2 separate regions of the Zea mays genome follow, and region 1 is linked to region 2. The links are chromatin contacts, called in public Hi-C maps. All regions are on one chromosome and are shown on one strand. Each heading gives the region's core, a stretch centred on a gene start, on an enhancer-like site or on the middle of the called end of the contact. The rest is flanking DNA. Distances are from core to core; before and after follow the strand shown. Region 1 holds the start of LOC107648854 (putative pectinesterase/pectinesterase inhibitor 58). Region 2 holds the start of LOC100383254 (U2 small nuclear ribonucleoprotein B'').

Evidence for each region. Hi-C and Micro-C count contacts between places; a contact is called where the count stands out from the background.
Region 1: a contact with region 2 is called in a Hi-C map of ear, with 4 times the contacts expected there. The contact joins the promoter of LOC107648854 here to the promoter of LOC100383254 in region 2. A contact is called at or near these places in 2 of 25 Hi-C or Micro-C datasets (ear and tassel).

What each region holds. Positions count from the first base shown.
Region 1 is chr1:47,134,825-47,137,941 of Zm-B73-REFERENCE-NAM-5.0, reverse strand. It overlaps LOC107648854 (putative pectinesterase/pectinesterase inhibitor 58), which reads left to right and starts at 1,714. Exons shown (of 1, transcript NM_001323628.1): 1 at 1,714-3,117. The coding sequence starts at 1,873.
Region 2 is chr1:46,458,465-46,461,235 of Zm-B73-REFERENCE-NAM-5.0, reverse strand. It overlaps LOC100383254 (U2 small nuclear ribonucleoprotein B''), which reads left to right and starts at 1,371. Exons shown (of 5, transcript NM_001175915.1): 1 at 1,371-1,510; 2 at 2,129-2,301. The coding sequence starts at 1,438.

The DNA.
Region 1 (3,117 bases), core at 465-2,964, 680 kb before region 2:
CCTGACTGTTCCATTGCCATTTTTGCTCAGCGTTGCGTGTTGCCATTTTCGGTCAGTGTCACGTGTCGTCCGTCCCCGGCGCCGAGCGACCGACGTTGCCTTCTTTACGGTAACCGATAGTGGACGTGGCCTTGTCAGCCATGGCTCAGAGTACTTACCCCTGTCATCATTAGTAATGACGTTGGGATTGGCAACTTGCGTCCGCGTCGAAATCGGCGGGGCCGCGTTCTGGACTCCTCCCGGATCTGCTGTGCGTACGAACGAAAGCGAAAACAGCGCTGTGGTGCTGGGATTTGTTGCTTGATCTCCTGCCATCCATCAGCCGCCCGCTTGAGCCGGAGCAAATGCATGCGTCGCCGGTCGAGTAGCTCTCTAGTTGTGTCCCGGGACTCCGTGGACCACGGAAACGTCTCAACTCCCAACCAGAGCGGAATGCGTTCTTGGTCCCCCCTCTCTCTCCCTGCTCGCTTCTGTGAAAGCGAAGGAACAGGCAGGGTTCCGCCATTCGTCTGGACTAGCTGCCTCATTTCGTTTTTTTTTTTGCTTTAATTGCTTATTCTGTCAGTGCTGCAACATGGGCACAAGTGCCGAGAACGCGATCTCATGCTTTGTTCATTTTTTTCATCTTTTGATTGAGGCGTAGCGTTGTACAGCAATGCCTCCTTCCTGAAGTATCCATGCTTCAGAGAAAAATATCAGTTTCGGCTAGAACAGTACGGACCCGCTTAGGGTTTGAGGTTTATCCTATGTAATTACCCTCTTACCTTTGTATAATTGGACAGACACAGCTAACTCATGCTATTAATACAACATTTAATCCTGATAGTATTATTGTTTCCTACATGGTATAAGTAGGTTTTCCTTTCTCCTTCCCTCCCTAATCCGTAGCCGCCGCTGCACAACCGCATCCGCCGCACGCCCCCACTTTCTTTCCTGTCGTGGACGCCCCAGCCGCGGCCTCTCCTCCCTAAGTAGCGGCCGTCTCCTTACCCTGCGCCCCCCTCCTCTCCCCTGTAGCTGCGGCCGCCACCACCACCGAGGTGACTGTTGACAACCCTAGCTAGAAATACCCTGAGCACTAGTTAGGTTTTCCTTTGTTATCTGCGTCGTCGATGTACTCTTCTTTATCCCGAGCACCGATGTGCACCTGTGATCGGGAGAGCATGTCTCCGGAACCTGTTGCCTTCGAGATTCTGTACCAGGAGAAGAAAAATAAGTTTTTTGAGAAGCGTATTCACGCGACTACTCATGTTTTTCTCGCCATCGACCACGTTGACCCTGCTAGCTTCCACGTTGTCAATCAGTATGTTCGATCGGTACTCATCATCTGATTTAATCTTATAATTCAGTTTATCTATTATGATATAAGTGTGTTGCATTCTTATAATTAGCATGTTAGGTTACATATTAGGTAACAGACACCGAGATTATCTCTGTACAGCAGTGTTGCCTTCTTATTAGATCATTTCCGCTGAAAGGCCGAAACGCGCGAGCCTGGCAAAACTTTTTCTAGAAAAAAAAAATCGCAAACAATTTTTTTCCGAACAAACGCTACACCAGTGACCGCCGTCCGTCGTCGTTGCTTGGCTCTCCCTTTACTTCGGCTCCAACGCCAATGCACAACCGTCCCTCTTCGCCATGTCCCAGTTTTGACGCTGCCTATAGCGCAGTATAAAAATTCGTCTCGATGCTCTTGCTCGGTACTCCAATTCACACCAAAACATAGAGTGTCGACTTTTCTATTGGTGTGATTGGGGGCACTAAATACCTACCACATTGCACTCAGACTACATATACTGTGTTTGTGTGTTGTATGCCGTATGCGTGTGTGAGCTTGCGCAAATTGGACATCTAGGCCGTGCGTACCCTGCGATGAAAGGCGCCGTCATCGGCGCATCGACCGTCCTGGTCGTGGCGGTGGTGGCCACCATCTGCGTCGTTTCCTTCAAAGGCAGCGGCGATGGCGGGAGGGCCGAGGAGGGCGAGATGTCCACGTCGGTGAAGTCCATCAAGTCCTTCTGCCAGCCCGTGGACTACAGGGAGACGTGCGAGAAGGCGCTGGAGGCGGCGGCCGGGAACGCCACCAGCCCCACGGAGCTGGCCAAGGCCATCTTCAAGGTGACGTCCGACCGGATCGCGAAGGCCGTGCGCGAGTCCGCCCTGCTCAACGAGCTCAAGCACGACCGGCGCACGTCGGGCGCGCTCCACAACTGCGGAGAGCTGCTGGACTACGCCATCGACGACCTCCGGACGACGTTCGACAGGCTCGGCGGCTTCGAGATGACCAACTTCAAGAGCGCCGTGGACGACCTCCGGACGTGGCTGAGCTCCGCGCTCACGTACCAGGAGACGTGCCTGGACGGGTTCGAGAACACCACGACGCCCGCCGCGGGCAAGATGCGCAAGGCGCTCAACAGCTCGCAGGAGCTGACGGAGAACATCCTGGCGCTCGTGGACGAGTTCTCCGAGACGCTCGCCAATCTTGGCCTGCCGAGCTTCCACCGCCGGCTCCTCGCGGAGCACGCCCGCGGCGCGCCCTCGTGGATGCCCGACGCCAAGCGCCGGCTGCTGCTGGTCTCCCCCGGCGAGAAGGGCTTCAGGCCCGACGTGACGGTGGCCAAGGACGGCAGCGGCGACTTCAGGACCATCAACGCGGCGCTGGCCAAGGTGCCGCTGAAGAGCGCCACCACGTACGTCATGTACGTGAAGGCCGGCAAGTACAGGGAGTACGTGTCCGTGGCCCGGAACGTGACGAACCTGGTGATGGTCGGCGACGGCGCCACCAAGACGGTGATCACGGGCCACAAGAGCTTCATGATGAACATCACCACCAAGGACACGGCCACGATGGAGGCGATCGGGAACGGGTTCCTGATGCGCGGGATCGGCGTGAAGAACACGGCGGGAGCCAAGAACCACCAGGCGGTGGCGCTGCGGGTGCAGAGCGACATGTCGGCGTTCTACGAGTGCCGGTTCGACGGGTACCAGGACACGCTGTACACGCACACGAGCCGCCAGTACTACCGCGACTGCGTCATCACGGGCACCATCGACTTCATCTTCGGCAACGCGCAGGTGGTGTTCCAGAACTGCCTCATCCAGGTGCGCAAGTGCATG
Region 2 (2,771 bases), core at 122-2,621:
TTCCTGTAAGCGCGGAAGTGGCGCTGTCATGGCGATGAGCACACTTTGGGGCTCCAGATTATTAACGTAACGGCCCCGACGGCTAAAGCTACTAGTAACAAGATCAGGCAGAGCCACTGCTAGATTTTTATAAGTGCAATTAGCAGAGCAACTTGAGCGCTAGACTCCCAACTCCAAGCATGCGAGGTGGGCTGACGTGGTGGCCGCGCCCGCGCTACATGGTCAGCCAGACACCAACCACACAGTGACACAGATATATAGCGCCTCTCTAGAGTAGAGCAGGAGGCGGCCATTTTAATTATGATGTACATCAGTACATGTACTCCTATTCATGTACGTACCACGTACGTTGTAAAAAGATTTGACTCGTGCTAACCGTCGTTCTGCGAGCTAAAGACCAGCCTTCTCCCTCCCTCCATGAAAGCAAAGATTGAGAGCTTCAAACCTCTAAAAGGAGGACGACTTTGTGGTCCTCGGTTTTTACACACCTGTAGCTATTTTTCTTCGGTTCTTTGACTTGGCAAAAAGTAGACGAACGCAAAGAAAGAGCGCGTCTGGCAAAACACCAAGTCTAAAAGAAAATGAGGGCAGGAGGATGGACAAACTAGTAGCAGTAGCCGAAATAAAAGTCAAAACTTCGTATCGTAACTCGTGATGGATTGATTTCAAATCAAACGCGAGAGTTTCGGATTGCTCAAGAATCTATCGATGTACTACTACACTGCGTTTGATTGCTTCGTTCAGTACGCAGCAACCGGGTTGGTCCACGGACTGTTTCGAGAACCAGGACGCTATTCGGCCCACAACCTCCACACAGGCCAGCCATAGTGCGACAGCCCAAATACACCGCCTCGGGCTGGAGTGGGCCCTAAACAAGACAACTCACCGGAGAAGACAAAAGGTAGCCGTGATAAGTAGTAGGTCATTTTCATGTCCCTACCCTAGTATAATTTACTTGAATTTAGGACAAATTCGTTCGGATAGTAAAAATCAAGAGCGAATAAGTCGAGCAAGTAAAAAACAAACATAAGATATTATATAGACAAATATCAGGATACTTATGAATTGTTCCTTCCACTATAATATGTTCAACCTGTATACCAGGATTCAGAATCTGTTTTTTTTAATCCATATCTATATTGACATTTTTAGGTACCGATGACTGTCTAGATACGAGGTTGGTTCCTGATGACTGTTTAAATACCCGTATTCGCATACGAGACTCGAGAGATCGTTTTTTTTCTCTACCCGTATCCTATACCCGATGTGGGGTACCCGACCCTGTGTTCACCCATACTCATAGACAAAGGAAAAAACCAACACACTCTCGCTTGCGGCAAGAATTTTCCGGCCCGAAACCGAAAGCACCCGCACCAATCTCTGCGTCTCTTCGTCTTCGGCTGCGCGGCGGCGGCAGCAGCGGAGGAGGTTGAGGAGATGCTGTCCGGCGACATCCCCCCGAGCCAGACCATCTACCTCAACAACCTCAACGAGAAGGTCAAGAAAGAAGGTACCGCTCTCATCGGCCTCCACACACCGACACTTCACTCGTCCGTCAGGGTAGTGACATCCTAAAACCCTAGGTTCCCGATCTGGGGATTTGCTCGGCGTCGCGTCGCTCTAGGGTCTGGTTAGCTCCCTCGTGTGCACTATACATATAGATACACAAATGTTGAATGTTTTGGAATTTTGGCTGCAGCACAGTTCCAAATTCATAGGCTTCGAGCTCCTTTTTATACTTCAACTATGTCTCGCTGGGCCATGTCTGCTTTCGACATCAGGGAGAACTCTTGCTATATCTGTATACCAGAAATCCAGTGGCATATTTAAGTGCGTTTTGATCCACGGACTCGGGAGAAATTCGTTAAGTTCTTGCCTTCTTACACAGAACAGGAACATTGTGCATCTGCCGTGATGGCCTGGCGACGACCCAGCTCAAAAGGCTAGGGGCGTAGACGCTTAGTGTTGATTGTACTGGGAGTCACTCATATGTGTGGACGACTAATATCTTTGCCCAGTGACCAAAACCTCCTAAATGTGTTCATGAATGCTATATCTTGTTTTTTCTTTAATCAACACGAACCAACATTTTGTTCATTGCTGAAATGCATGATTATCTTATGTGCAGAGTTGAAGAGATCACTTTATGCCTTGTGTTCACAGTATGGAAGGATACTGGATGTGGTGGCCCTGAAAACACAAAAACTGAGAGGGCAAGCATGGGTGGCGTTTAGCGAAATTACAGCTGCTACCAATGCTTTCCGTGGTTTGCAAGATTTCGATTTCTACAGCAAAAAAATGGTATTGCACCTTTATTTTATTTGATAATATTCCTGAGTCTTTTATCTTTTGTCTTTTATTTTCATGTCATGAGTTGAGATGCATTATAGATATGTTGTTCCTGGTCATTTGGTTTGTATGTTTGTGTACAGCAATATTCTACTTTGAGTAATGAGTCAAACATTATTGTATGGTAGGCCTGCAAAAGTCTATGTTTGTAATTTGCTCTGTAATTTATTGTTCAGTTGAGCATCTGTGTTGTTGAGACATCTAGTACCTCATAATAACTTGCCACTGCTGAAACAGAAAAGGCTTACCTTTCTCAATACTTTTATTGAATGTTGAGTTCCATAGAGTGATGGGATAGGCACACGTTCTTCATATTTTTGGATCAGCACACATTCTTTTCTTTTTCTTTTTTTCTTTTACCTTTGTATGAAATATCCATTCATTTTCTCTCATACCTAAACCGCAAACAACTGAAAGACATA